Regions from separate parts of the Mus musculus genome. Here all the other regions are linked to region 7. A link is a contact called in public HiChIP or PLAC-seq, capture Hi-C and promoter capture Hi-C data. All regions are on one chromosome and are shown on one strand. The core of a region is the stretch at or near the end of the contact, and the rest is flanking DNA. Distances in the headings are between cores, read along the strand shown.

Region 1 (2,700 bases), core at 139-2,638, 830 kb before region 7:
TTCTGGTATGCACCCTCCCCACACACCTCTGTTTCTATTCTCAGCCTTCCTCTTTCTTTCCTTTTCCCCCATCTCTTTCCTTCCTACCTTTCCCTTCTCTTCCTCTGTTTTCTCTTTCTTTCCTTCTATTTATTTATTTACTTATTTACTATATGTAAGTACACTGTCACTGTCTTCAGACACTCCAGAAGAGAGCGTCAGATCTCGTTACGGATGGTTGTGAGCCATCATGTGGTTGCTGGGATTTGAACTCAGGACCTTCAGAAGAACAGTCGGTGCTCTTAACCACTGAGCCATCTCACCAGCCCCTTTCCTTCTATTTATAGTTGAAGTCTGGGGATTCAGTCTAGGACTGTGTGCATGCATGCTGGGCAAGCACTCTACCACTGAGCTATATCCCCAGCCAAAATCTGTTTTTTAGTTTTTAATGGCTGCTAACATCACAAGACATCCATAGATACTTTTTTTTTTCCCAGCGCTGAAGATCTATCTCAGAGTCTTGCACATACCAGGCAAGAACTTTACTGAGCTAAACCCCTAATCCAATATAGACAAATTTTATGTATAAGTTACATAATAAGTTTTTAAGGGGCTGGCAAGATGGCTCAGTGGTTAAGAGCGCCGACTGCTCTTCCGAAGGTTCTGAGTTCAAATCCCAGCAACCACATGGTGGTTCACAACCATCCATAACAAAATCTGATGCTGTCTTCTGGTGTGACTGAGACAGCTACAGTGTACTTACATATAATAAATAATAAATCTTTTTTTAAAAAGTTTTTAAACCGGTAACTTCCCTGTTACCCTAATTCCCTCATTTCCAGAGAAAATGAAAGAAAAGGCATCCTAGCGCTCCTATCCCTCAGGAAAGGGAGGGTCACAGCTGCTCACAGTGGGAGACAGGCTCATAATCCCATCAGCACCGTCTACTAAGATGGAAATGCGACTTCCTTCTGCTTGCGCTTCTCCCCCTCAGCCGAGGCTGCCAGCTCTTCTTGCCAGGTTGTTATTTCCTTACATGGTACAGAACCACACGTGCGTCTGGAAAGCTGTCCTGTCTTGTTCTGCATTATATATTATAAAAACCTACAAATCATACAGAACACAACAAACGAGAAACGTAAAATCCCCAGGAGCAGGCTCGGGTTCTATGGGGGGCGGAGTTACGATTACTTATGTTTTCCTTGCGGGGCAGTTTCTGACCAGAGAGTATTTACTCTGGAGATTATCTGAGGGGATTAAAGCTGAGTGCCCCCCTCAGTAGATCTCACCCTGCGGTGCGTCCGACTTACGTGTGGAATAAATACAGGTTTGTCTCACCTGCAACCCTCTGAGTCTGCAGTGAGAAGCTCAGATGTGGCTCTAACTGCCCTCTGCACGCCGCTCTGCCACCCACTCCGCCGGCGCTGACCCTCTCCTTTGTCTTCTCTCCCTCCTTGCCCTCCCCCATTTTCCCCAAGTCTCAGGTAGCATCGCTTGAACTAAAATTTCCTCAGTAGGTCAGAATGACCTTGAAATCCTTATCCTCCTGCCTCAAGCTCTCAAGTGCTTGGATCACAGGTGCTCGTCACCACGCCCAGTGTACGGGGTACTGGGAACCGACTCAGGACTTCCTGCACTCTAGGTGGACGCTTACTAACTGAGATCTATCCTACCGGTTTTTTAGTTTTGGTTTTATTAAGACAAGGTCTCTCTGTGTAGTCTTGGCTGTCCTGGAACTCACAGAGATCCAAGTATCTATGCCTTCTGACTACTGGAATTAAAGGTGTGAGCCACCCCTCTGTTTTTTTGTTTTTGGGTTTTTTTGTTTTTTGTTTTTTGTTTTTAATAAGCCATTTCTTTTTTTCTCCCCACCCCTCTGTGCTGGAGATCACATCAGAGCCTTGAATAGGCTAAGCAAACACTTTGAACTCATCCCCAACCCCACTAAACCATTTTTTAATATGCCCCTTGCCTAATTTTTTTTTCTGATTTTGGTTTAAAAATAACAATAAGGAATATTTAAAAGGAAAACTAGTAATTCCAAATCAGTTGTCCAAGTACTAACATATTATTTCTGTGGCTCTATTCTTAATTATGTGTAAAGACCTTTAAAATTTGACACTAAGCACTTTGATACTTTTAAATTTTTTCATGCAGCCATATAGTGACAGAAATTGCTAAATAGTCCATCAAGAGTATTTACCTGTACCATAATTTAGCTAACCAGGTCCCTATTGGTGGGCCTTTCAGCTGTGACTTTATTTTTCAGTTCTCATAAAGAAAAACAGCAACAAGTTGTTGAACATAAGTGGATTTGGATTTTCTTTTGAGTCAGTTCCCTTGGGTAGTTTTGTGGGAAGCTGGTTATTGGGTCAAAGGATAGGAACTGGGTTTTTTTAATGACTCTAGTTAATGATTACTAAATTGCTTCCTCAGAGATTGAACAGATCTATAGAGCACCCTCTCCCTGGCATAATCCCTGAGGTTTCACGCACTGGTGGCCAGTACTACTACAGATGTAGCCCATTATCCCATGATAGATGGAAGAGATGGTGGTTCCATTTTATCAGTCACATTACCTTACTGAGAAGGCGAGAACCCTCACGTGTACCTTAAACCATTTCTAGATATCTCATAATATCTAACATAGCATAAATGCCTTGGAGTTAGTTGTTTTAGTGCATTGGTTAGGGGATATAGTGACTAACAAGAAAAAAGTTC
Region 2 (3,050 bases), core at 532-3,031, 860 kb before region 7:
AGAGATCCTGTCTCGAAAAAAACCAAAAAAAAAAAAAAAAGAGAGAGATCCTGTCTACAACTATGAAGCCAGTGATGACCTTGAACTCCTGAGGACCCAGGCATGCAGCATCCTTCCTGGCTTGAAGCCGCTGTTTCCTGGCCCTTTCCTAAATCTGCTGTGGACACCTCGACCCAGTTTTTCTAGTTTCCCACTGCTGTGGTGTCGATGAGGGCATTCCTCCTAGAAAACAGAGCCTCAGTGCTGGCTTCTGCCTCCTGGTGATGTGGGGTAGGAAGCAAGAGGAAGTATAACACTCCAGTGGGGTGGCCATCTCAAGGAGAAGACAGCTATAGTTCTCTGGGGGCTACTGTGTGTGTAGGCTTGAAGCTGAGCTGAGGAGGAGCCCTTAATAAACAGGCCTACGGTGAGACATGAATAGGCCACTTGGCCCCAAAACTCAGGTTCTCTTTCTTTCTGTATTTATTTATTTATTTATTTATTTATTTTGGTTTTTTGAGACAGGGTTTCTCTGTATAGCCCTGGCTGTTCTGGAACTCACTTTGTAGACCAGGCTGGCCTCGAACTCAGAAATCCGCTTGCCTCTGCCTCCCGAGTACTGGGATTAATGTTTTTATTTTTTAATTTAATTTACCATCAGTGTAGGGGTGATACCTGTGTGTGCATGTGTCATATAGCCTGCACATGTAGATCAGAGGACAACTTGCAATAATTGGTTCTCCTCTTCCACCACGTAGATTCCTAGGATCAAATTCAGATCCTCAGGTCTATGTGGCAATTGCTTTTTCCACTGAGCCATTTTAAAGGCCCTTGTTATTTTTTTTTTTCTCCTGCCTCTGCCTCCTGGGTGCTGGGAGCAAAGGCATGAGCCACCCATGCCCTAAGGCCTCTCAATTCTTAATTATCTGTCCTTCCTCCTACTCTGGGTTCTGGAATGGCTATGTTCATTCATGCCCAGGCAGCTAGCTCCTGATTCTGGAAAGAATGGAGAACAGGGGGTAAGACATGAGGTTTGAGCAGATTCTGCGAGGTTATGGTACCTTTTGAAAAAGTAGTCTTGGACTGGCGAGATGGCTCAGCGGGTAAGAGCACTGACTGCTCTTCCGAAGGTCCTGAGTTCAAATCCCGGAAACCACATGGTGGCTCACAACCACCCATAATGAGATCTGACGCCCTCTTCTGGTGTGTCTGAAGTCAGCTACAGGGAGCGGAGTTGACCGGAGCAAGCAGAGGTCCTAAAATTCAAATTCCCAATAACCACATGAAAGCTCACAACCACCTGTATAGCTACAGTGCACTCACATACATAAAATAAATAAATAAATCTTAAAAAAAAAAAAAGAAATAAAAAGGAAAAAGTAGTCTTGATCAAGAGACCACAGGAGTGGCCTTATGGTAAAGGTAACAAGCCAGGTCCACTCCTAGCTGGAATCTCTGTATTCCTCATCAGTGAGATCTAAGCTGGGCCTGAAGCTCCAGCTGCTCCTCCTGCCCTGCTAAGATGAACCAAAATAAATCCTTCCTTTCCGTTGCCTCTTGTCAGGTATTTGGTCTCAGTGACAGAGAATGTATCTAATCCGGATGTTCAGAACACAGCATAGAACATCATTTCCAAGACTGGAAGAGACAATGTCCTTCTTTGCCCATGTCTTTGTACTGCTTACTTATTCTGCAGGGATCCGTGTCTCCTCCAGGCAACTTTGTGGAGAGTTGCACTTCCAGGAGATAAGGATGCAGAGCTAGCCAGCAGCCACCAACCGGAGGCAGAGTCTCCTCTCACTAAACTTTCTGGTGAGACTTAAGGCTCAGCTGACAGCTTGACTATGACATCATAAGAAGCCAGAGGCAGCTTGCTAAGCCTCACCTGGACTCCTGACCTAGAAAAACCATTAGGTAACAAAAGCTCTGTTGCTTTAAGCCATGACCTTTTGGGGCAAATTGCCACACAGCAGGAGGCAACCAAGGAACTGCCTTGTCTCAGATTAAAAGAATGATGGTTGCTGTTAAGCTGGTGTGGAGGCAGGAGGATCAAGAGTTCAAAGCTAGCCTCAGCTACGTGGCTGAGCTACAAGACACTGTCTCAAATGACAAGAATGAAGCGTTGGGAACAATAGAGCCTGGGGTAGATAAGAAATGTTAATGAAAAGCTGGGCTGAAGAGATGGCTCAGCTGTTAAGAGCACTGACTGCTCTTCCAAAGGTACATACTGCGTTCAATTCCCAGCAACACACGGTGGTTCACAACCATCTGTAATGGGATCTGATATCTTTTTCTGGTGTGTCTGAAGACAGCTACAGTGTATTACACATAAAATAAAAGCCTGCAAGGGTTTGGCTTAGTGTGTGTGTGTGTGTGTGTACACTCATGCTCTGTGAGATGCTAACAGAAAGACAAATGAGGCAACTTCTTTCCTGGGGTACATGTGTCCAGGGATATAATGTATAATTTAATTCTTATTTTATTTATTTATAAACATATATATATATTCGTGAATGCTTCACGAATTTGCGTGTCATCCTTGCACAGGGGCCATGCTAATCTTCTCTGTATCATTCCAATTTTAGTATATGTGCTGCCGAAGTGAGCATTGATTCTTTTTTTTTTAAAGATTTGTTTATGTTTTAGTACACTAGCTGTACAGAGGTTATGAGCCTTCATGTGGTTGCTGAGAATTGAATTTAGGACCTCTGCTTGCTCTGGTTGGCCCCACTTGCTCCAGCCCAAAGATTTTTATTTATTATTATAAATAAGTACACTGTAGCTATCTTCAGACACACCAGAAGAGGGTTTCAGATCTCATTATGGATGGTTGTGAGCCACCATGTGGTTGCTAGGATTTGAACTCAAGACCTTCAGAAGAGCAGTCAGTGCTCTTAACAATTGAGCCATCTCTCCAGCCCGTTGTTTTTTTGTCTGTTTGTTTGTTTGTGGTTTTTTTTTGGTTTTGATTTTGGTTTTGGTTTTTCAAGACAAGGTTTCTCTGTGTAGCCCTGGCTATCCTGGAACTCACTCTGTAGACCAGGCTGGACTCGAACTCAGAAATCTGCCTG
Region 3 (2,700 bases), core at 77-2,576, 910 kb before region 7:
TTCCGTAAAATAAAAATTTATCTTCAGACAGACATATCATACACACACACCTCTGCAGTCCATGTTTTCTTCAAATTCCTCTCCACAAGCCCTTGATACCTTCTTTTAAATAACTGCTTTGAAGATAGTATATCACACACAGTGATGTTGACCATGCTATCAAGAGAGAAAAAGTCCACTTTTTTTTTGCTGTGTTTAAAATACATAACCAAAAGTTATAGGATCTATATAGTAATTTTTTATGAATTACTAGTATATTAATGACACATGTGATTTGATAATAATATTTTCGATTCACTTTATCTATGTGAGCGTTTTGCCTGCAGGCTTATATATGCATCATATGTATGCTTGAGGAAGTGCCAGATCCCCTGGATCATGAGATGTGGAGTTCTGAATCTGTACGCCACCATGTGGGTCTTGGGAACCAAACTTGGGTCCTTTGGAAGAGCAACAATGCCCTTAACCCCTGAGCCACCACTTCAAAGTAATGGGTTTCTGAAAATAGAATCTAGACTCTTTCTTTCTCTCTTCTTTTCTTTCTTTCTTTCTTTCTTTCTTTCTCTCTCTCTCTCTCTCTCTCTCTCTCTCTCTCTCTCTTTTTCTTTCTTTCTTTCTGTTTTTTTTTTTTTTTTTTTTTTTTTTTTTTTTTGAGACAGGGTTTCTCTGTGTAGCCCTGGCTGTCCTTGAACTCACTCTGTAAACCAGGCTGGCTTGGAACTCAGAAATCCACCTGACTTTGCCTCCCAAGAGCTGAAATTAAAGGTGTGCGCCACCACTGCCCAGCTCTAGTCTTAAAAGACCTGCTGGTTCGTGCTTTAATCTGACTTCATCTTTTCAGATGCAATTTTTTAAAATTCTAGGCCTGAGACTATGGAGATGGCTCAGTAATTTAAGAGCACTTGTTGGTTTTCCAGAGGACTCAAATTCAGTTCCCAGCATCTGCACCGGCCACTCAAAAAGCCCTGTAACCCTAGCTCCAGAGAAACCCACTCCTTCTGCATAAACCCACACATGTGGCATATACATTCATACACACATATGCACATAAAATAATAAAAACAAGTCTTAAAAGATAAAACATAAGCCTTTTGTCGGAGAAGACAAACACGGGCCGGGCTGAGGGGATGGTGGTTATCCAGTTGTAGTTTTCTCAATTCTTCCCTACTTAGTAACCAAGGTCAGATGACATATTAACTGCCTCCTTTGTAGCACCTCCCTCGAGAGCCCTTTGTAGGAGGTCCTGGGTGGGTCCGACCGGCAGAGGGAGCGCGGAATCCTTAGGAGTGTCAGGGCCCACTTAGGCTCCGCCCCTGACTCCGCCCAGTCCCCGCGCAAGCCGTCACGCGATGGCCTTTGGCTCCTGCCTGTTGCTGATGTTGCGGCGGGGTTTTCATCATGGAGCTCTCGCGGCGGATCTGTCTCGTGCGACTGTGGCTGCTGCTCCTATCGTTCTTACTGGGCTTCAGCGCGGGTAGGTTCGTGAGAAAGACGCACCAACGGTGGGTGCCTCCTTCTCGAATTTGTTGATGCGTTCGCGTTTTTCTTTTTCTTTTTTTTAAAACACATTTCTTTCTCCCGCTTCTTCCCTTGAGAAATTTATATTGTTTCTGAACCTCTTAATTTTTATTTGTGTCTTAATTCAAAGTGCCTTTTCCTGCCCCTTCCTGATGCAGGGTGATTCCTGGAGATGGAAGTGTTTGTACAGAAACGTATGGTTTCAGGAAATTGCTGATGAGTGAGACTTCACGGTCTAAAGGCCACCTCCCCTTTCTCCTGTGGTTAGCTGCCTAGTGACGTTTTAGGGTCATTTGATTGAGCTGAGATTGGAGGCCAAAGAGACCTCTACAAATCCTTGCTTTGAAACAAAGCCTGCCACCTCTGCTGGTTTAGAAGAGACAAAATATCAGCTGACTGCTCTGGCCTATTTTTGGGCAAAAAAGAATTTTGTTTTGTGGAATGACTTGCAAATTGGCACATTTTCTTTCTTTCTTTTCTTCTCGTTTTTTTCCTTTTTTTCTTTTTGTTTGTTTTTCCAGACAGGTTTTTTTCTGTGTAGCCTTGGCTGTCCTGGAACTCTCTCCATAGACTAGGCTGGCCTCGGACTCTTACCTACCAAGTGTCTGGATTAACTCTCACTTTATTAAAGGAAAAAAATATATTTTGTCTTGCCTCCATGTCTGTCTGTGTACTACTTGTATGCCTGGTGCTCTGAGAAGTCAGAAGAGGGCTTTGGATCTCAGGAAAGCGAAGGTACAGAAGTTGTGAGCTGCCATGTGAATTCTGGGAATTAAACCCAGGTCCTCTGGAAGAGCAAGACAGTGAGAAAGTGATCTTACCAGCTGAGCCATCTTTCCAGCCTTTTAATTTAATTTCTTTCTTTCTTTCTTTCTTTTTTAATTTGTTTTGTGAGTGTCAAAGGGTGTGTGTGTGTGTGTGTAGTCAGAGGACAACACGGAGAAGTCAGTTTTTCTATGATGTAGCTCCCTGTGACTGAACTAAGGGTGCCAGGCTTGGTGGCCACTGTCTTTTATCTCCTGAGTCATCTCACCACCCCTGATTTTCAGTCTTTTTTTTTTTTTCAAAGATTTATTTATTTTATGTATATGAGTACACTGTAGCTGTGCAGATAGTTGTGAGCCATCGTGTGGTTGTTGGGAATTGAACTCAGGACCTCTGCTCGCTCCATCCAGCCCTGTT
Region 4 (2,798 bases), core at 239-2,738, 930 kb before region 7:
TTAAAGGCGTGCACCACCACGCCAGGCCTATAATTCCAAATTTAACTCACCGCAGCGGAAGCTTAGAGGTGTGGTTGGAAGTGGTGGGACCATAGACTATATCAGTATGTATGCCAACTGGTATGACCAATCGCATCAGCCCGCCATCTGAGACAACTAAGCCACCTGCCAACTAGTCACACTGTAGTCGCTCCTGGATACTCACTTCAGTGACAACGATTAAATTCTCCTTCTTGTTGTTTTGAGACAGGTTTCTCTACCCAGCCCTCACGAGGGTGGCTTCAAATTCAGAGATCTGCCTGCCTCTGCCTTCTGAGAGTTAGGATACAAGGTGTACGCCACCTCCACTCGGGCCTCTCTCTCTCTCTCTCTCTCTCTCTCTCTCTGTCTCACATTTGTTTCTTTTGTTTTCCAAGACAGGGTTTCTCTGTGTAGCCCTGGCTGTCCTGGAACTCACTCTGCAGACTAGGCTGACCTCAAACTCAGAAATCCACCTGCCTCTGCCTCCCGACTACTGAGAGTAAAGGCGAGCGCCACCACGCCCAGCCTGATTTTACCTTTTTTCTTTTTTAAACAGCTCTCACATATGCCAGGCTGACCTATGTAGCCAAGGATACTTTGAACTCCTGATCCTCCTGTCTGTCTTCACCTCCTCAGTGCAGGGATTCCTGGTTAGCCAGCTGGGAATCAAATCTAGGGCTTTGAGATGCAAGCAGTCAAGCTACTGAAACACACAGCCTTCTGTGTGACACGTGAAACGCATTCCGATACCAATTGGATGGGACCCAATGACACCTGAATGAGACACAGAAATCCACCAGAAGTGGACACTGCCAAGGCGCTAAGGTGGGCCATTCCATACATTACTCAGAAAACATCTCTGCTTCCTGCCTGCAAGTGCAGCCCAGAGAAGGCGGGTCTGTGGCATATTTGCGCCATGCACACTGCACACAGAGCCTGGCAGAGTGAGTACTGGCCCTGCTCTTGAGCACCGGAGCTGCTCCAAGTTTAGTCCCCCTGAAATGAGAAGCGTCCCGGGGAACCCGGGGAAGGATGCTCCATCCTGGGCTGGACCACTCAGGATCTCGCGAACCTGCCTTTCCGCAGCTGGCTAGCTCGCTACCCGGATCCTGCATCCTGCGGTCCAGCAAGCGCCCCCCACCCGCACCCGCACCCCGAGCCGCGCGCCCCCACCCCCACCCCCGCGCGCTCCCGCGCACCTGAGGCTGTCGTTGTCTCTCACCAGGCGCGCGCTCTCGGCAGGGGGCAGCAGCCCCCCTTCCAGATAGAGGCCCAGGAGCGCCCCGGAACTGAAGCCGAAGCGCTGGCGGATGAGACTGATGAGATCCGTGACAACTCGACATCTGTTCAGGTCCACCAGAAGCCAGAAGACCGTGCAGTGTGGAGTGGCCGGCGGCGGGTAGTCAAATTGAAGCCGTAGCCTAACCGTCTCGGAGGCTGCCATCTTGCTCATGCTCGACGGAAGCCGAGAGGTTCCAAGGGCTTTCGCAGCGGCGTGGTCCGGCGGCCCGCCCCCAGCAGCAGCTAGCGTGCGCCGCCTGGGGGCGCAAGTAGGTCTGTAAGGCTCCCCTCGCGAGCTCCCCATTCTTTCTCAGGGCTGAACATACATGCAAGTTGACTGTCAGGATAGCTGCTACGATATCGGTTCGTGTAATTAAACAGAAACAAACCAAAAATCTATAAAATTAATAAGCAGCAAGCCTGACTCGAACCCCTGTAATAGGTTTTTACTTTTCTACCAAAAAGGTCAGGAAAGCACCAAATTGTGGTGCGTGTCCAAGCAGAAAATGAGACATTCTCGTGATGCGAGACTTAAAGTTCTCATAAGACTGTTTAAAACTCACACACACACGTCCTTGGGGGCCTCAGGGAGTTCAGTGTGTCCTCTGTCCCTGACCAGATCAAGTGCTTTCCTCATCTTGAGGCAGAACAGTATTCTGAAAGTGTTGACGGTCCAGAGAGTCAGAAAGCTAAATAAATAGGAAGATTTTCTTTAAAAGATTTATTTATTATATATAAGTTACACTGTAGTTGTCTTCAGACACTCCAGGTGGTGCCTAGGTACCCAGAGAAGACACTCAGGAACCACACCATTCACTCCAGAGCCTGCTGTTCCCGACCAGTCCTGCCTGTAGCAGGCCCTATCATCCCAGAGGGAATCATCCCCTACGGACGCCCTGTTCTAGCTTTGTTCCTTTCTCCTCAGGGATGGCTGCTGCTGGCTGCTGGCTGCTGGCCACCTCCAGTCGAGAGGTAGAATACAGTATGACGCGAGAGCAGTATTTGTGCTTTTAGGGTTATTTAATATTTATTTTAAAAGACAGCCAATTTATTTATTTATTTTCAACTAGAGAATGGGTCTCTAGGTCTCTAGGAATTGGCTGTGGGGCCCTCACTGCACATCTTGTTCCTTAGCACTGTTTCCAGAATCCTTCCTCACGTCTGGAAGAGGTGGAGGAAAAGATTAGGGGTGGATCTCCAGGCCTTCAAAGACATCTCCTGTTCTGAAGGCCAGGCCCACTGTGGCTGGGGTCTCTGGCCTTGCTACCTGAAAAGTGAAGCCACATTCCCTCAGAGTTTTCATCTCATCAAGGAGCTGGTTGTCCTTGAACAGCAGCTGCTCCTCAGGAGGCCTCTTCATGATGCCCTCAATGATGCGCTTGAGCTCCCACACCGTGCTTGACTCCTTGGCATCAGTGAAGATGGTGGTCTTCTTGTGTCGGATCACAAGAAACACAAACAACCCTGTGTCTGCTTGTGACTCCATGCACCTCACT
Region 5 (2,775 bases), core at 77-2,576, 980 kb before region 7:
TAGTCCCTGTTCTCTTGCTGTGAAGAGATCTGAGCAACAAAAGCAACTCTGATAAATGAAAGCATTTCACTGGGGCTGGCTTGCAGTTTCACAGGCTCAGTCCATTATCATCATGGTGGGAAGCATGGCGGCTTGCATCTGGAACAGTAGGGAAGAGCTACATCCTAATATGAAAGCAGAGACAGACAGACAGACAGACAGAATCAGAAAGAGAGCCAATGGTATGTGATGGGCCCACTCTCAGTGACACACTTCTTCCAATGTGAACAAAATCCCTAAACTTTCTAATCCTTTCAAATAGTGCCACACTGGTGACTAGGCATTCAAATATATGAACCTATAGCCTCACTCATATTCAAAACACTATAACCCTCATTAGCAGCAGGGAGGAGCTGACCTGATGGGAGAAATCAAAAAGATAAATCGGAAGAATTAGGCATGGTGCACTATCTGCGAATTCTGGAAACTGAGGCAGGAAGTTTACAAGCTGTCTGGATTAGAGCGTGAGATTGAGGCCTGCCTGGACCACAGAGTGAGATTGAGGCCTGCCTGGAGCACAGAGTGAGTTCAAGGCCAGCCTGGACGAATCAGTGAGACTCTGTCTCAAAAATAAAACATCCCGGGCTGGAGAGATGGCTCAGCGGTTAAGAGCACTGGCTATTCTTCCAGAGGTCCTGAGTTCAAATCCCAGCAACCAAATGGTGGCTCACAACCATCCATAATGAGATCCGATGTCCTCATCTGGTGTGTCTGAAGACAGCTACAGTGTACTTATTTATAATGATAATAAGTAAATCTTTGGGCTGGAGTGAACAGGGCTGGAGAGAGCAGAGGTCGTAAATTCAATTCCCAGCAACCACACGGTGGCTCACAGCCATCTGTACAGCTACAGTGTGCTCATATACATAAAATAAGTAAATAAATAAATCTTATAAATAAACAAAGCATCCCTGGAATGTCACTCAGTAATAGCGGATGCTCCCCTAATATGTCCACGCCCCTATGTTCAAACACCAATATGAGAAGGCAGCAGTAAACTGGAACTCTAGCAGTGACTTCTGACCTACTTTCAGTGTCCAGAGGCAAAATTCTCTTTTCCTCCCAATCCTGTGGCATCTGGACCTCCGGCTGCTTTGCTGGCTGCCTTCCAGGCAAGTGACGGAGAAGAAGTCACTCCCGGGCACTGCTGGAGTGTGCTTAAAGGTCTATCTTGAAACAGACTCATTATGCGTCACTAGAAAGAAGGAAGAAACGGGGAACTAGAAACTGATCCACCCAGCCATTGGGCTCATAGGACAAAGTTCAGTTACACAGCAGCCACAAGCATCCAGGGGCAGGCCAACCTTTCTGTTGACATTTCTTAGAGTGTTACTCTGGGAGGGACTGCACAGTTAACACTTCCTGTTTCTGTAGTAAATTTAGATGTTTGTGCGTCAGTGTGCGTCAGTGTGTGTGTGTGTGTGTGTGTGTGTGTGTGTGTGTGTGTGTGTGTGTGACAGGATTTACATTATTATGTTCATGTGGCTGTACATCTGTCTGTACACAGTTGTGTGAGTGTCAGTGCAGGTGCCCTAGAAGCCAGACTAGGGCTTTAGATTTTTTTTAATTCTTTTTTAAAAAGATATATTTATGTATTTATAAGTACACTGTAGCTGCCTTCAGACACAACAGAAGAGGGCATTCAATCCCATTACAGATGGTTGTGAGCCACTATGGGTTGCTGGGAATTGAACTCAGGACCTCTGGAAGAGCAGACACTGCTCTTTTTAGCCCTGGCTGTCCTGGAACTCACTTTGTAGACCAGGCTGGCCTCGAACTCAGAAATCCGCCTGCCTCTGCCTCCTGAGAGCTGGGATTAAAGGCGTGCACCACCACGCCCGGCTCGAAATAATATTTTTTAGACATTAGATGAGGTCGTTTCTATGGATCCTCTCACAGTTAGTTGAATACAAGTTGCTTTAGAAGAGGTGAGAGAAAGGCCAGAAAGAAGACATACAAACACCAACGCCCTGACTCTGGCACTCTGGAATGTGGTGTCCTGAGTTGTCTTGGAACTTTGCCAGTAAGGTTCTGCTAGCCTAGTAGAACGGTGTCTTAGTCAGTGTGCTATTGCTGTGAAGAGCCACCATGACCACTGAGGCAACTCTTATAAAAAGGAAGCATTTGATTGGGGGCTTGTTTGCAGCGTCAGAGGATTCCTCCATTGTTGTCACGGCAGGGAGCATGATATCCTGGAGCCTGATCCAAAAGGGAAGAGAGGGAGGGAGGGAGGGAGAGAGAGAGAGAGAGAGAGGGAGAGAGAAAGAGAGAGAGAGAGAGAGAGAGAACCTGAGCCTAGTCACACCTGTTGATCCTTTCCTTTCAAACAGTTCCATTCCCTAGTGACTAAACCTTCAAATATATGAGCCTGTGGCAGTAGCCATTCGTATTCAAACCACCACAGAGGGCATACATCTACAGTCTCAGCACTCAGGAAACTGAGGCAGGAAGATAGTGAATTTGAGGCTATAACATGGTGCATCAAAAACCCATTTTTTTTAAACAAAGCAAAACAAGTCCTGTTTCTATTGTAAAATTAAATATACTTTTCACGGGCTCCACAGATGTTACCTATGACTCTTAAAGTAAAAGCTCTGCATTAACCCCTCTAGCTCCCTGCACAGCCAAGGATAATGTGTTGTATTGTATTGTGTTGTGTTGTATTGTATTTTATTGTATTGTATTCACCATCCAAGCCCTGGAATATAAGCAATATCATGCCAGGTTTAGTTCTAA
Region 6 (2,754 bases), core at 44-2,543, 950 kb before region 7:
CTTAACCTCAAGCTTCCAAGACTGCTCCATGCTCTGGACTCAACAGATCTGTGGTCTACAGGGAAAAAGGAAACCAGAAGCTGTGACTCAAAGCAGCCTGGTTCCTGCTAAGCTAATTTCTCTGGGCCTGTTTTCCTGAACTAAACAGACACAGCCCTGAGCTGTGGAATGAACTAAACAGACACAGCCCTTTCGTGCTGCCAGGATCTGAAGGGGTTGGAGAGGTAACCCCCAGGGTTCCTGGTTAATATTCAAAACTACTGAACTCCACTGGACAAACACAGACTTGGGGCAGGCACTCTTACCTGTGCCTTCCGTTGTGCTCTATGTAAAATAGAACTAAGAGGGCTGGAGAAGGCAGGCGATAATGGATGAGCGGGAGGCTATATAAAATCTACTTGTTTGGTCTGTGGGGATGGCTTCCTACTGCCCAACTCCCAGACTGCGGCCCACGGAGCCTAAGGCCATGAGGTCTGTGAAGGAATGGGATCTCTGGCCCAGCAAAGCCTATCTCCTCTAGCAACCCACTGTACTACAGGGATACCCAGGATGGCCTCTCCACAATTCAGCTGATCCAAGCTGTCCTCTATACCCTCAACCAGCCACTCCCTACCTCCAGGTCGGCGCTGGCTTGACTTAGGGTCGTAGGGGAGCAGGTCTTGTGCTCTACCAAGCAGATATGGCAGATGCACTCGCCATGCTCGGGACAAAACAATTCCCGAAGGCGGTTGTGCTGGGTACATTTGCGGCGCAGAAGGTCACGAATGGGCGACTGTAGGGGGTGATCCTGGAAGGCCGGACTGTCGAAGTGAGGCCTCAAGTGCTCCTGGCAGAAAGAGGCCATGCACACGAGGCACGTCTTCACTGCGATCTCCGTCAGGCAGTGGTCGCAGGCCACCTGGGTGGCTGCGCTGGAGGCGGAGAAGCGGGCAGGAGGCGTCCAGTCGTCCACCGGGGTCCGCGCCTGCTCGGCCTGCAGGAACTGCTCCACCACCGCGCACATTACCGTGTTCTTTTGCAGCTGCGGGCGCACCTGGTACACTTTGCGACATTGCGGGCATCGGTACGGCGGGCCCTGGACGACCCACGTCTCATCCAGGCATGACATGCAGAAATTGTGGCCGCACGGAGTGGTGACAGGTTCCTTGAAGAGCTCCAGGCAGACGGAGCAGGACAGCTCCTCGGCCAGAGGATTCAGCTCCGCCATCGCGCTCGTGGGCTCACCCGACGTGACGCGCAGGGACAGCTGCGCACCCTACCGCGCGGTACTTAAGAAGCAGCGAGGAAGGAATCGAAACTGAACAGGAGGGGCGGCGCCCTGGGGCTTCAGGAAGTCACGTGGGTCCCTGGGGGCCGGACAGTGGGCGGGAGGCTTCCCTCCTGGTGCTGGAAGCCAAAGGTGATTATGGGACCTGGGGAACTCTGATGCTCTCCACACCCCGCGGACCCGAGCGACGCACGACCCAAGGGCTACCAGGTGCAGTTTCAGAGGCACTCTGCAGATGAATTGTCGCAGGGGCTGGAATATTCCCACCCTCCTGGTCGGGGCCTACGTCCTAGCACAGTGCAGCAGAGCTTTGGAGAACATTCATCTGTGTCCCCGAGGTGTCACCAATCATCCCTCCAGAACAGGACCGGTCTTATTAAAACTCAAAGCCAAACAGAACAAAATACTGTTGACCCAGAGCTTGGTGGCTCGTGCCCGTAATTTAGTCACTTAGGAGGCTGAGGCAACAGGATTGCCGTGAGTTCGATGTCAGACCGGGCTAGAGAGTTAGTGGCCGTCTCAACATCTAAAAATAGGGTTGGGGAGATGGCTGTACAACAGAATATGAGACCTAAACACAATTACTAAAACCCTGGTTAAGACTGCACAAAATTGACACCCCCCTCCCCCAATAACATACACATAATAATTTAAGGAAAAGAAAAGAAACAAAACACAATTCTATGGACTGTGGCTGTCTTCCCCTTCCCTTCCCGCTCCGTTCCCCCTCCCTTCCCCTTCCCTTCCCCCTCCCTTCCCCTTCCCTTCCCCCTCCCTTCCCCTTCCCTCCAGCTGTGCTGCCTTTGTATGCAGCTCCCTCTTCTTTCCTGATGGTGGGCTCTGACAAATCTCCTCCCAAGCCCTAAAGGCAGGACCCTATGGTCATCCATTCAGATCTGGTGTTCCTTTTATGGTAGATGATCTTTAAAACAACAACAACAAAACCTAATATTACAAAAGTTGGGTGTCACAACTTTTGCCCCAAGTCAGCTCCAGCCACCGGTCCTTAAGCCAATTAAATGAGCCTACTTAAAAGAGGAAAACAGAAAAAAGAGACCCAGCAAACCCCTCAAGTCCACCTTCCCCGTTCTGAAGTGAGAACAGAGTTAAAACAGAAGGCAAAAATATTTGTATCTAAGTGCCAGTCCAGACCTGGTCCAGCCTACCAGTGGCCCATCATTGTCTGGGATTCAATCTCATTTGGTAAGCTGTTCTGTCCCACAAGCTGTACTAACTGTGAAATCTTTTCCCAGGAGACAAATTCTCCCTCTGGTCTCTCCCAGCATGAGATTCCAAGGAAACTCCCATTTCTCTGGGGTTCACTGTTTCAATAATGTAACAGATTGAGACACAAGTGTCTCTTAAGAATTTCTTCATCTAAGCCAGATTGGTTATAATACTTTTAAATTGGGTGAGGTGGGACACACCTATTATCCCAGAACTCTCTCTGGGGAGACTGAAGCAGGAGGAACTCAAATTCAAGGCCA
Region 7 (2,774 bases), core at 248-2,747:
TCATAGGCTAGTACTGCAACCTAATTTGGGTAAATCACCACCACAGTAATCTTTATTTACTAAATTCATCCCAAAGACCGAAGTAGTCCAAGACCCCGTGTGTAAAACAAAACAAAAACAACAATAACAAAAACCTTGCAGTACTCAAAGCAGTCATGCGGGAAAAAGATTTTAACCCGCACGAAGTCAACTCACCAGAGACAACCACTCTGTTCTCGGACCGCCTGGACGGCGGGCCATAGCGGCCTCTCGGGGCGCCGCCGCCTCCACCCCCGCCGCCGCCTCGGCCGGTCCCGCGGCCGCTTCGGGGAAACTCTACCCGCAGCCGGTAGCCGTCGTAGTCGTAGCCGTCGCGACCGTACACCGCATCTTCCGCGTCTCTGCGTGTGATCACAGAAAGCGAAAGGGGGGGGTGATGAGGGGAGGGAGCCGCCGGACCCAGCTCGTTCGCCCGCTCCGGGGGTGAAAAGCCGCGGCCACAGCGCACATGCGCACCCACGGGGCCACACGGAGCCCCACATGCGCCGCATAATAGGGCCGGCCCTTCCCCCACCCAGCACCACGCCGGGCAGAGGCTCCCGACCACCTCGCCGGCCCTCAGCGCCTCGGTTTCCCGCTCCGGGGGCTGCGCATGGGCTCGGGGGGTAGGGGGGACGTCCGAGGCGGCCGGCCACCGGAGACAACGCGCCGCCTCTCGGCTCTCCTGACTCGACTCCTGCAGGGGCGATAGCGCCTCGGAGCCCCTCCTCTCCCCCCATTATGTTCCAAGGCCTCCGAGCCTTCCCCAACTCCTCCACGCTATCTCCTCAAGGCCGCGCACGCCCCACGCTGCCTCACCGCGGGTCCTCGAACTCAACGAAGGCGAAGGGCGGTCCCCCGCGGCGGTTCTTCAGGTCGATGTCGCGGATGGCGCCGTATTTGTAAAACACGTCCTCGATGTCCTTGGTTCGGATATCCGGAGGTAGGTTACCCACGTAGATGCGGCAGTCGTTGTTCCCCGCCGGGCCACGGATCACACCACCTCCCGACATGGCGGCGGCGGCGACGACGAAAAGCGCGGACTCGGGGGGGGGGAAGGAAAAAAAAAAAAAGAGGCCTTCCTACCAAGCCTAGCGTACGGCAGAGCGAGCCCTCAGCGGCACCACGTCTCCCGCGGCCGCTCCAAAATGGCGCCTTTATCAGCTCGGCGCACTGATACCGGGGGGGAGGGGGAGGAAGAGAAGCCGGAGGAAGCGGCTCGTCCCTCCCAGTGCGCAGGCGCACGCCTCTAACGGGTGCTGAGAAGCACGCTCGCGCACGCGCGACGTCACCCTCCGCACGGAGGGGAAAAAGTCCCTCGCGTCCTGGCGGGTTGACTGGCTGCTGGAACGTCCAGGCGTTTAGTAAAAATCACATGCTCTGGTTAAAGCGGTTATTATTAATCCCCACTGAGTCCAGAATCGTCGGCCACCTCGGGGGTAGACCCTCTCTGAAAGCAGCTCGGCGCTCTAAAAAGATTGGGTGAAACCTATCTTGCAAGCGTGTCCCACCATGCTCCGCGGTGGTAACGGCCTTTGGCGGGAAAGGCGCCGCGGGGCGGAGATAGATGACGCTGAGCTGTTGCTCCGGAAACCTGGGCATCTTCTGCACTTCGGTGCCGCCGGCGGGAGTTGCAGGTGATTTCATTTAAAAGCCGAAGCGGAGCAGTGTGGCTTCTGCCTCTGGGAACCTGCGGTGGGCTGCATCTTAGTTAAAGTGTCTAGACGGATCCTCCATATCTATCTAAATGAAAACTGTGCCTTGAGTTTTCCTCTTCCTCCTTTCTAAGGATGAAAAAGGAAGAGTGATAAAACAGTTTAACTGCAGAGCCGAGATCCCGGTTCTGTGCTGGTCTAGGGAGATTATTTATTTATTTGTTTATTTTGCCAAGATTATCTGCAAAAGGATTCTTGCATTGGATACCACAATTTTGCTTCTTTGTTTTGTAATAACGGGAATAGAAGAGCCTTACGTGTGAAATCATACGGCCTTGTAGTGTTGTTAATGAACTCGAATTATAATAAAAGCAAACCAATCTGGACTTAAGCTTGTGTGCCTGAAATCCTATCACTCCGGAAGCTGAGGCAAGGAGGGTCCAGCCTACCCTGTTATACACAGTTCTAGTAAAGGTTATCCCGGAGCCAGGCAGTGGTGGCGCATGCCTTTAATCCCAGCGCTCGGGAGGCAGAGGCAGGCGGATTTCAGAGTTCGAGGCCAGCCTGGTCTACTGAGTGAGTTCCAGGACAGCCAGGGCTATACAGAGAAGCCCTGTCTCGAAAAACCAAAGGGGAGGCGGGGGGAAAGGTTAGCCCGGGACATTCAGGGAAACCCTTTCTATTAAAAATATTGAAAAACAAAACGTTTTCTTGGTGTTGTTTTTGTTTTGGGGTTGTTTTGTTTGAGACACGATTTCTCTGTGTACCCCTGGCTGTCCTGGAGTTCCTGCCTTCTGAGTGCTGGGATCAAAGTCACTACCTCCCAGCTAAAACCAGAGCCTTTCATGATTGGATAGAGACAGCCAGGCGTAGTGGTAAATGCCTCTTGAAGTTTTTGGGAAGCGGAATTTCAGGGTTCAAGGCCAGCCAGAGCTGTGTCGACCCTATCACTAATAAATATGCTAAGTCGGATCCCCACAGGTTCTAAGGGTGATTCTTTATACTGTAATTTTTAGTTTTTAATTTTTATGTTATGCATATTGTGTCTTGGGGTGGTGGGTCATGCCATGGCCCATGTGTGAAAGTCAGAAAATAAGGTGC

The links. Promoter capture Hi-C pulls out the DNA fragments that hold promoters and counts their contacts. HiChIP or PLAC-seq counts read pairs in DNA pulled down with a chosen protein or histone mark. Capture Hi-C pulls out chosen DNA fragments and counts their contacts.
Region 1: a contact with region 7 is called in an HNF4G HiChIP or PLAC-seq map of pancreatic cancer cells. The contact joins the enhancer-like site here to the promoter of Srsf1 in region 7. A contact is called at or near these places in 16 of 39 promoter capture datasets (3T3-L1-derived adipocytes, the C10 cell line, the HPC-7 cell line and 10 more), 3 of 484 Hi-C or Micro-C datasets (B cells and embryonic stem cells) and 21 of 115 datasets of contacts at active chromatin or transcription factors (the 230-238 cell line, astrocytes, bone marrow-derived macrophages and 14 more).
Region 2: a contact with region 7 is called in a capture Hi-C map of embryonic stem cells, with 2.6 times the contacts expected there. The contact joins the promoter of Scpep1os here to the promoter of Srsf1 in region 7. A contact is called at or near these places in 7 of 39 promoter capture datasets (the 3T3-L1 cell line, cranial neural crest, embryonic stem cells and 2 more), 4 of 115 datasets of contacts at active chromatin or transcription factors (embryonic forebrain, embryonic stem cells, large pre-B cells and 1 more) and 1 of 9 other capture datasets (embryonic stem cells).
Region 3: a contact with region 7 is called in a promoter capture Hi-C map of hippocampal neurons, with 6 times the contacts expected there. The contact joins the promoter of Scpep1 here to the promoter of Srsf1 in region 7. A contact is called at or near these places in 9 of 39 promoter capture datasets (3T3-L1-derived adipocytes, the C10 cell line, cranial neural crest and 4 more), 1 of 484 Hi-C or Micro-C datasets (B cells), 13 of 115 datasets of contacts at active chromatin or transcription factors (astrocytes, bone marrow-derived dendritic cells, bone marrow-derived macrophages and 8 more) and 4 of 9 other capture datasets (adipose tissue, embryonic stem cells, liver and 1 more).
Region 4: an H3K4me3 HiChIP or PLAC-seq map of bone marrow-derived macrophages shows a contact between it and region 7, with 6 times the contacts expected there. The contact joins the promoter of Coil here to the promoter of Srsf1 in region 7. A contact is called at or near these places in 11 of 39 promoter capture datasets (the 3T3-L1 cell line, the C10 cell line, the HPC-7 cell line and 6 more), 1 of 484 Hi-C or Micro-C datasets (pro-B cells), 14 of 115 datasets of contacts at active chromatin or transcription factors (the 230-238 cell line, astrocytes, bone marrow-derived dendritic cells and 7 more) and 4 of 9 other capture datasets (adipose tissue, liver, macrophages and 1 more).
Region 5: a contact with region 7 is called in a promoter capture Hi-C map of 3T3-L1-derived adipocytes, with 7 times the contacts expected there. The contact joins the enhancer-like site here to the promoter of Srsf1 in region 7. A contact is called at or near these places in 5 of 39 promoter capture datasets (3T3-L1-derived adipocytes, the C10 cell line, hippocampal neurons and 2 more), 5 of 115 datasets of contacts at active chromatin or transcription factors (embryonic stem cells, large pre-B cells, pro-B cells and 1 more) and 2 of 9 other capture datasets (adipose tissue and liver).
Region 6: a contact with region 7 is called in a promoter capture Hi-C map of liver, with 3 times the contacts expected there. The contact joins the promoter of Trim25 here to the promoter of Srsf1 in region 7. A contact is called at or near these places in 14 of 39 promoter capture datasets (the 3T3-L1 cell line, the C10 cell line, the HPC-7 cell line and 7 more), 9 of 115 datasets of contacts at active chromatin or transcription factors (the 230-238 cell line, astrocytes, cardiomyocytes and 5 more) and 4 of 9 other capture datasets (adipose tissue, embryonic stem cells, liver and 1 more).

Annotation. Positions count from the first base shown.
Region 1 is chr11:88,872,094-88,874,793 of GRCm38.p6, reverse strand. The region is part of intron 3 of 4930556N13Rik (RIKEN cDNA 4930556N13 gene); the gene reads right to left. Among named protein-coding and RNA genes, the nearest start is that of Akap1, 8.9 kb to the right of the region's middle. Within about 2 kb of position 1,388, at least 32 of the 459 cell types and tissues checked have an H3K27ac peak or open chromatin away from gene starts, as enhancers often do. A contact at or near this core is called in liver and pancreatic cancer cells, where this site is marked.
Region 2 is chr11:88,904,659-88,907,708 of GRCm38.p6, reverse strand. It overlaps Scpep1os (serine carboxypeptidase 1, opposite strand), which reads right to left and starts at 1,781. Exons shown (of 5, transcript NR_045955.1): 1 at 1,665-1,781; 2 at 1,041-1,235. Gm23507 (a small nuclear RNA gene) reads right to left here and starts at 2,588; the gene lies at 2,482-2,588.
Region 3 is chr11:88,954,068-88,956,767 of GRCm38.p6, reverse strand. Scpep1 (serine carboxypeptidase 1) reads left to right here and starts at 1,326. Exons shown (of 13, transcript NM_029023.3): 1 at 1,326-1,474. The coding sequence starts at 1,399.
Region 4 is chr11:88,972,625-88,975,422 of GRCm38.p6, reverse strand. It overlaps Coil (coilin), which reads right to left and starts at 1,488. Exons shown (of 7, transcript NM_016706.2): 1 at 1,221-1,488. The coding sequence starts at 1,474. It also overlaps the pseudogene 2210409E12Rik.
Region 5 is chr11:89,022,917-89,025,691 of GRCm38.p6, reverse strand. No RefSeq gene overlaps it. Among named protein-coding and RNA genes, the nearest start is that of Gm11496, 25 kb to the right of the region's middle. Within about 2 kb of position 1,326, at least 223 of the 459 cell types and tissues checked have an H3K27ac peak or open chromatin away from gene starts, as enhancers often do. A contact at or near this core is called in 3T3-L1-derived adipocytes, adipose tissue, liver and 2 more, where this site is marked.
Region 6 is chr11:88,997,942-89,000,695 of GRCm38.p6, reverse strand. It overlaps Trim25 (tripartite motif-containing 25), which reads right to left and starts at 1,293. Exons shown (of 9, transcript NM_009546.2): 1 at 614-1,293. The coding sequence starts at 1,207. It overlaps Gm11496 (a long non-coding RNA gene), which reads left to right and starts at 1,260. Exons shown (of 3, transcript XR_388949.3): 1 at 1,260-1,477.
Region 7 is chr11:88,046,096-88,048,869 of GRCm38.p6, reverse strand. Srsf1 (serine and arginine-rich splicing factor 1) reads right to left here and starts at 1,497. Exons shown (of 4, transcript NM_173374.4): 1 at 838-1,497; 2 at 196-380. The coding sequence starts at 1,031.